Linked DNA regions of Muntiacus reevesi: region 2 is linked to region 1. A link is a contact called in public Hi-C data. All regions are on one chromosome and are shown on one strand. The core of a region is the stretch at or near the end of the contact, and the rest is flanking DNA. Distances in the headings are between cores, read along the strand shown. Region 1 holds the start of EIF4A2 (eukaryotic translation initiation factor 4A2). Region 2 holds the start of TRA2B (transformer 2 beta homolog).

What was found. Hi-C and Micro-C count contacts between places; a contact is called where the count stands out from the background.
Region 2: a Hi-C map of muscle shows a contact between it and region 1, with 4 times the contacts expected there. The contact joins the promoter of TRA2B here to the promoter of EIF4A2 in region 1. A contact is called at or near these places in 2 of 3 Hi-C or Micro-C datasets (blood and muscle).

The regions. Positions count from the first base shown.
Region 1 is chr8:58,514,649-58,519,007 of mMunRee1.1, reverse strand. EIF4A2 (eukaryotic translation initiation factor 4A2) reads left to right here and starts at 1,933. Exons shown (of 11, transcript XM_065943607.1): 1 at 1,933-2,043; 2 at 2,862-2,907; 3 at 2,995-3,127; 4 at 3,421-3,560; 5 at 4,337-4,359. The coding sequence starts at 2,015. It overlaps LOC136173743 (a long non-coding RNA gene), which reads right to left and starts at 1,767. Exons shown (of 3, transcript XR_010664278.1): 1 at 1,531-1,767. LOC136173910 (small nucleolar RNA SNORD2) reads left to right here and starts at 3,250; the gene lies at 3,250-3,318.
Region 2 is chr8:59,281,705-59,286,063 of mMunRee1.1, reverse strand. It overlaps TRA2B (transformer 2 beta homolog), which reads right to left and starts at 1,987. Exons shown (of 9, transcript XM_065943457.1): 1 at 1,789-1,987. The coding sequence starts at 1,824.

The sequences.
Region 1 (4,359 bases), core at 684-3,183:
CTTAAAGACGGCCATCTAACTTTAGATCTCGGGTAAGTAAAAAAGTTTAACAGTATGCTCTGTGTTGATATGCAAAACTTTGTTCAAGTGTCTGTTTTGTTTGGGTCTTTATCTCATTTTTTACTTATTAATGTTCTTGAGTAAGCACTTGAAAATGTAGTAAACACAGCATTTATTTGAAATACATTTTAGACTTGCAGGGTGTGTGGGTCTGGATTTTTGCTGAATTTTAGATTAAGGAGCTTTCTTACCTTGAAACCCCTTGAGCAACTGTGACCTAAAACTAGAGTTTTAGTCTTTGATTATTTCCTGTTAAGATACTCTGGCAATCCTCCACAGCACAGTAGTGCTAAACCTAAGGAAATCACTCAACAATTAGGTGTTAATTGTTGATTGATTTACCCCATGGTTGACTGACTCAAGTGAGACTTAACTGTTGGCCATATTTCTAATTAAGTATTTTCTTCAGTTTCCTGGATCCCAGGAGATTTTTAGTAGGTTTTGGATGAGCCAACAAGGACCTCTGACCTCCATTCTCAGAAAACGCCTGGCATTATTTCAAATCTGGATTTGAGCATTACAAAGGGATGAACTGGGAGCGAAATCCCTGGACGGAGGGCCAAGTACACTTTGTCATCTGGGTATAAGTTTTTGTCACAATTTCCAGCATGATAATTTTCTAAAAAATAATTGTTTTAAGAAAAAAATGGTATTTAGAACCAACCAAGTTGAATATAATACACAAATATAGAAAGTTGAGTCATTTTTTCTAGTTATCATACTTTAGGCTGGCCTTCTGAATTAATGAGAAAATATTTTCTTGCGTATTCATGCTATCGCGGTACGAGTGGGACTGTATTTTAAAGTTAGATGACTCAATATACTATTCTCTTTGTTTTTATTAACGACTCTGGGTTAGGGCTACAGTTGGAAAACCTCTGGAGCTTTACGAATCATGGAGTTTATTTAAGCAGCAAGGATTATATTGCTCAGTTTCAATAAATCAACATTCATTATATACAAGCAGTTACAATTCAAAAAACCTTTAGAGTGGGAAAAAAAAAAAAAGACCAGAACCAAAAGCTTTGTAATTCCAAAGCCGCATGGAAGTACCTGCCACGGAAGTATCCATTTAAATTCTTGAGTTTCAAGGAATATTACCCCTATATTTGCAAAAGTTTACAATGATTTTATCTGTCATTTCTCACGCCTGTTAAAGTATTATAAGCATTGTATTAAAGAGAGAATGAGAAAAGACCAGAGGCAACATGACAAGAATGGAGGTGGCTACCCCAGAGATATGTGCAGAGCACACTATTTCTTTTCGCCCTGCACAATACACGCTAAACGGGGCCTTCCAGGACATGTTGGGTGGCCGACATTTTCCGAAGCAGTAATTTCACAAAGTCAAGGTCTGCAGCCTGTTAAATGCTCCGGCGAAAGGCCAGGAGGCTCTTCATCTTCAAGTTAGGTAGCGGTGGGAACAGGCGGAACAACCCGAGTCCCCTCCAGTGCAGCGTATAGACTTGCCTGCCTCTCCGGCACGGAGCGCCGCGGGATTTGGCGAACTTGGTCCCACTAACCGGCGGGGAAGCCGGGGGAGTCCAGAGCCCCAGGCACCCCAGATTTCCGCCCCTCGGTCCTGTCCAGCGCCCCAGCTGCCTCTGCTTCGGGGATGCGGAAACCCCGTAGGAATAGGGCGGGCCGGGAGCGCGGTCGGCCCACCGCTTGCTGCAATATTCTTCCGCTACAGAGCAAAGAGTTCCAACCTTCCCCAGGGTCCTGGGATTCTCAGCAGCCCTGTAATATCGGCAAATAACCTAATTTTGGCTTTAACACCGATTTGCTTAAAATATTTTCTGAGATAAGCACTTTAGGGTCACAATTTTCTGGCTGTCCAAAGCGCTAAGGAAAAATTCCTCCGCAGAAAACGGGTTCCGGCCGCGAGCCTATAAAAAACGGGTGGCGCGGCCGGGCTGTCTTTTCAGTCCGGCACTGAGTGGTTCTACGGATCATGTCTGGTGGCTCCGCGGATTATAACAGGTATGGCGCTTCATCGGTGGTGCTCTGTGCTATAGGTCCTAAGACGCGGTGGAGGTTATACTAGGTGGTCAGGAGGAAGGAAATCCTGGGTTTTAGGCATTGCCTTGGGGTATAGTACCCCACTGTCCTTCGAGAAGCTTCCATGGTGGGTAGGGCCTAGGTTGTGGGGTAAGAGTGTGAAAACGGGGTGGTAAAAGAGTGTGTTTTCCCCCAAATACGCCTTGAAATCGCGGCAGTTTCCCCTGTCTTTGCGGAGCCCGGGGTTTAGTGGAAGCCGTGGCGCAGTCCGCAGTCAGTACAGTGTAATTGGGGCCCGAAGCTTTATTCGCGGACAACCGCGCGGTTTGGGAGCGCTAGACGATAGGTTCGGGTAAGGGCAGGACGGCGGCGGCTAGAGGCCGGGCCGGGCCGGCCACACGTTCCCGGCGAACCGTTGGCAAGGCCTTGCCGGGCCTCGGCCCGCGTCAATCACCCCGGCTTGCGCAGTGTTAGGGGCGGAGCTCGGCGCGTGGAGCTCTCGCGAGATGGTCCGTGGCCGAGAGGGGAGCGCCCGGCGCTCGGGCCTGGGGGGAAGGGCCTGGGGGGAAGGGCCTGCGTCCGTAGGGTTTCCGGGCGTCCCTGGTTCCTAACCTTTGAGTGGCGCGCAGTATGTCGTGTGCTCTGCGGCACCACCTTCCTTTAATCGTTTAGAAAGTTGACACGTGCCTGGGAGGGCGACCGGGTGAGATCGGTTATGAAAGGGCTTTTATCCCCCTGAATGTGCAGTTTTGGGGTTGTGAGGAAGGGATGTTCTCTAACTACAGTATTTTTGTCAGCAGAGAACATGGCGGCCCAGAGGGAATGGACCCCGATGGTGTCATCGAGGTAAGAAATAGATGTGGAATTTGGAACGTTGGAAAGGTGGGTTGGTTCATCCCATTTATTCCTTTGTTTTTTTTTTTAAACTTTCAGAGCAACTGGAATGAGATTGTTGATAACTTTGATGATATGAACTTAAAGGAGTCTCTTCTTCGGGGCATCTATGCTTATGGTTTTGAGAAGCCATCAGCCATTCAGCAGAGAGCTATTATTCCATGTATTAAAGGTAAAAGAACTCGCTGACACTTCTTAAAAATGAGTTAACTGTTAAACATAGACCTGGATCTTTTTCCCCTCTAATATGGGAAAATTACCTTTTGGGGAACTAGCGCTTATTTGTATTCCTTAAAGTGAAATGATGGCAATCATCTTTCGGGACTGACCTGAAATGAAGAGAATACTCATTGCTGATCACTTTTATTGTTTGGGCATAATTCATGTTCCAAATGGAACACATGGTGTGAACTAGAAGTAACGGTTTGATGTGGGATCGGTAAATATGTATCCTACTTTTTTTAGGGTATGATGTGATTGCTCAAGCTCAGTCAGGTACTGGCAAGACAGCCACATTTGCTATTTCCATCCTGCAACAGTTGGAGATTGAGTTCAAGGAGACCCAAGCACTAGTATTGGCCCCCACCAGAGAACTGGCTCAACAGGTATTGATAGTGTAGTTGAAAAAAACTGCTTGCGTGTTGCATAGGTTTCAGGTTTCACAACTGTGAAGAATTTAAAGCTTAGTATAAATTTGTCCTATAGAGCCCTCCTTTTAACTGTCCATGCATGCAGGGAGTTTTGTTGAAAACTAGACAGGAACTGGGTGTGCAGGTATGGTTTGCAGGGTTGTGTAACAGACTGAGAAACTGGAGGTTTCTGTTCAGGGTGGACTAGACCCGTTTTCATTTTTAAGTTTGAATGCAGTTGTGCAACATGAAAACTGCAGTGACATGTTCTCCTTTGACAGTCTCAGTAGTTTGTGATAACATCTGTTGCATGCTGCAGTTTTCAAAGCTCACTGCTCTATTGGCTTTGAAGTAAAGCCTTGCTAACATACCTGTAGGCTTTATTAAGGCCAAGATTGTTAAGTTGCAGTACCCTTCGGGGATAAATACTAACTTCCAGCTAAAACTGCTACTTTTTAAAATCACTACTTACTCTTTCCTACACAGTGAAGGATAGTGGAGGAAGTATTTTTTGTTATTTACCTAGGTGGTACCTGGGGCATTAGGATTCAAAGTTTGATGAGGCACAAGATGTTTTCACAAAAGTTTATTTTGAGGTAGTTAGATTGGTCTGCATTTTAAGCTTGGAAGTAGTTAAGTGCTGTGCATGCATTAAAGCTATTTGCAGACCAGATACTTGCCATTACGCTTTCAAAGTTTAGTCACAAGCCTGTAAATTCTGCAGGATAATAATTAAGGCTTTTGGCTTTCAGATCCAAAAGGTAATTCTGGCACT
Region 2 (4,359 bases), core at 738-3,237, 770 kb before region 1:
AAAGCAATCTACAGACAAAACAAAGGCCAAAGAAATCAATGTGGAAGTACTACATATCGTCGAAGTTCAGCGGTCTCTTTCAAGCCAAGACGCTTAAGAACATCATTTGTAACATGTACCTTTATTATTTTTTCTTCCTCCGTAAGAGTTTGTTGAATAACCCTATGTAACAAGACTGTGAGGTAACTAGGATGTATATTCTACTAACAGAAAAAAAAACACCAATTCAAACGCTTGATTAGTGGGACGATAATGTCTCTTGAGCTGTCTCAAACCAGGACTCAATCTCTGCAATTGTTTCCTCTCTCACGAACTTCCACACGTAACTTACTCAGGTTTATTTAACTGAGAGGTCCTCCACTGAAACCAGCCATTTTTTATTCCCAAAACAATGCAAAACGGACCCAATAATTGTTTTAATAGCTGAAAACTGAAATTATCACTTGCCTTCCAGTCCAAACACCGACACCTAGTTTCCAGTTTTCAACTGGAGGAAACGATAACCCACAGTTTTAACAACATGTGAGCTAGATCCAAGCTTTCTCACCAAAGAGCTTAAAACGATAATCACACACACTGCTGACTGGAAATTAACCGTCTTTAAGATAAAAAAACCAACATTCATCTGGGTAGGTAAAGGCGAGGACTGATTGGTTCAAACCAAATTAATCAGATTTGGCCGCAAAGTTACACAATAAGATTTCAACAGTTCACATTTTTCCTTTCAAAAACGCTCTAACGAAATCACCTAGAATTTGTTTCTTAAGTTTGCGAAAATATTCGATAGATTTACGGTGATCAAAAGATTCTGGCAAGACTGACATTTCTGCGGCTTAGTACTCACGGACCTGCAACCAAGCTTTATATTATGCTTTTTCTAAGCCCGGGAACATTATTTCTACAGTTTATCCAGTCCTCACCAAATTCCACATTTTGGGGTGGAAACTTTAAAAAATGCACAAACACAATTCGTGGTTCACAAAATAGGTATGGCTCAAAACAAAGGAAACAACGGCGCCAAAAATTGTTGCCCGCCAATTTCTCCTTCACCATCCCGTGGAAAAAAGATCTACTCGATCGGCAAGAAAACCTCAGCGACCTCGTGGTCTACTTGGTTACCGATAACTATTTGCGGTTTAAGAGCGATTTTGGCATCCAAGAAAATCACGCCATTTAGGCCGAACACAAAGCTCGCGCGCAATCCCCTCTAACGGGCCCAGAACTTAAGTCTACGTCAGACTAGTTTGCCATCTCTCAAGAAACCAAGAACACCTTAGATTCCCATCTATTCGGGGTCCAAAAGATGATCCTGTCTTAACCTAAATGCTGGGCAAAAACCCTGAAAAACACTGTTCTTTGCACCCCACGTTCCCCGACCGCGGCCTGGAAAATTGTTGCGCGGCGCCTCCGCCATTTTGTGCCTCTGGCAGTGCGCCCAGCCCGCCAGCCCAAGATGGCTGCGGCGAGGCTTCGCAGGAGAGCAACGGCGAAACGAGATACCGCTCCCCTCCCCCACCACCGAGGGGACGCAGCGGCCATTTTTAATCTTTCCCTCCCGATAACGGAAAAAACCGCCGTTTCGAGTACCGGGCAACCTAAACCCGCCGGCGGCCTCTTTCACGGATAAGGACAATACTACCAGGGTTTCTTAACCTGACTCGCACCCCTCCCGGTCTCAGACTTCGGGAGCCAAAATCGCCCCAGTCTCCCAGCCCGAGGCCGATGGGCCTGGAAAGAGATGCAAGAAGCTGGGACCACACAGCCGCCCCCTGCACCACCGATACCTACCCGCTCGCCGTAGTTCTGCTCGCCGCTGTCGCTCATGACTTCCACTGCTGTCACCGCTCGATGTGCTTCAATCGAAGCTGCCAACCTCTCGCGCCTTCAGTGTAGAGGCTCCGCCGCAGCCTCGCACTACACACCGGTTCCCGATCCGCTGAGAGCCGAAACGCTCCGCGCCGCCTCCGCTTGGGCTCTAAGTCTCCCGGACGTGACGCGGCGCTCTTTAACCCGTCCCCACCCCCCTCCCAGAGGGCGCGCTTTCTTGGCTCCGCCCCTCGACGTTAGGCCTTCGCTTTCCAGCTGTGGCGCGTCCCGAGCCGGATGTGACGTAAGCCCCACCCCTTGCGCCGCGCTAACCCCACCTTCCAGTCTCTTTGAGGCGGGAAAAGGGAGCGCGGTGGGTAGCTTCTGTGGTGGTCGCCGCGGGGCTTAGGGATGTCACCCTCCACACCTGACTCCCTTCTCTAGTTTTCCAGGGAAACCGTCGCGGGAGGTGGGGGATGGAGAGAGGAGATACCCACCTTTTTCTCCCATCCTTCTTGCTTCCGCTTTATTCATTTTTTGTGTCTTTATTTGGTTGCAGAGGGCAGATACTCGTATATAGGGTTCCGTGCATTACTTAGGTTTTTTGTAGCTTCAGTTGTGGGTCATTCCTACCTGAAATCCATTCATGTGAGCCTCTGTCAAGTACCAAATCACGTTACCAGATCCTGATGCACTGAAATCAAGCACGACCCCTAACCCGAGGAAGTTAGTGGTCTAGTAAGGGAGAATTGTTAAACATACATTTGCAAACTGATTTGGTTAAACGTACAACTGTAGTGGTGTCTCGGAGTAAACATTAATTATGCCATCACCCAACAGCATGATAAAGAGCTCAGATTTGGAAGTTCAGACATCTCTGTGCCTGCTGTTTCCCTTAAAAAAAAAAAAAGTATGTGTGTGTGTGTGTGTGTGTGTGTGTGTGTGTACCCGGCTTTTGGAAGTTCAGACATCTCTCTGTGCCTGCTGTTTCCCTTAAAAAAAAAAAAAAGTGTGTGTGTGTGTGTGTGTACCCGGCTTTTGGAAGTTCAGACATCTCTCTGTGCCTGCTGTTTCCCTTAAAAAAAAAAAAAGTGTGTGTGTGTGTGTGTGTACCCGGCTGGTGGTACTCTGATACCTATAAAGGGCCATTTGATTTTTTTAAAACAGTTTTCTTGCGATATAATTCACATACCATGCAATACTCTTATTTAAAATGTACAATTCAAGTCGTTTTTATATTTTACAGAGTTGTGCAACCATCACAGTTTTAGAACCAGTTCATCACTCCCCAAAAAGAAACCTGTCATTAATAGTTACGTTTCATCTTCTCTCCAGCTTCCCCCCACCAATTCTAGTTCTAAGAAATTTAAAATCTACTTTATCTATAGTTTTTCATATTCTGAATATTTCCTATAAATGGAATCACATATGTAATATGGAGTCTTGTGACTGTCTTCTTTAACAGAGTTCTCAAGGTTCATCCATGCTGTAGCATGCATCAGTTATTTCATTCCTTTTTATTGCTGAATAATATTCCATTGTATAAATGTATCACATTTTAATTATCCATTCATCAGTTGGTAGACTTTTGGGTGATTTTCACCTTTTATCTATTATGAATAACGCTAATATGAACATTCTGATACAAGTTTTTGTATGAACATGTTTTCAGTTCTTTGAGGAATATACCTAGTAATGTAATTGCTGGGTCATGAAGGTAATACTGTTTAACTTTTTAAGGAACTGCCATTTAATTACAGATACCCTAGTGGATGTGAAGTGGTATGCTATTGTGGTTTTGATTTGCCTATCCCTAAGAATAACGTTGAGCATCTTTTCATGTGTTTCTTGGCCATTTGTAGATCTTCTTTGGGAAAATGTCTGTTCAGATAATTTGCCCACTATTACTTTTTTTTATTGAGTTGTAAGAATTGGCAATTTGATTCTTGCTTGATTTAAAATAGTCATCTGGAACAGCATCAGTACTTAAGGTACCTGAGATCCAGAGATTTGGTGATGACTCAAGGTAGCAATTGTCCTCTCTTTTTACATGCTCTTCAGAGTCAACTTCATTGCTTTCATAGCTTAAGTCAGGGACCTATATGATTATGATTTCCAAATCTATATTTACTTCAACACTCACCCTCCTTCAGTTCCATGTTTAAATTCTAGGTGCTTACTGGACTGTTTACCTGGATATTTCAGAGACTTATAAAAATTAGCATAAGCATTTTAATAATATGCCCTAGAAACATCTCTGCTAAAACTTTCTTCTCTCTTTCCCTCATTTATTTAGTTAACACTTCTCATTAATTCTACTTCTCGTATATTTTTTAAATTTATCTTTTTTTTCTCCATTCCTCTTGCCACTATTTGTCAGGGTTTCATCAACTCACTTATCTGATGAAGTGCAAATTATCTTAGACACTTTAGTGGAGTTTTTACCTTCTGTGGAGTTTTTATCTCTTTAAACACTATATTTCAAGTTCTAATAAGAGAAAATCGTGTTATAAAAAATTCAAAAATATTACCTTACCCAATCAAAAAATGGGC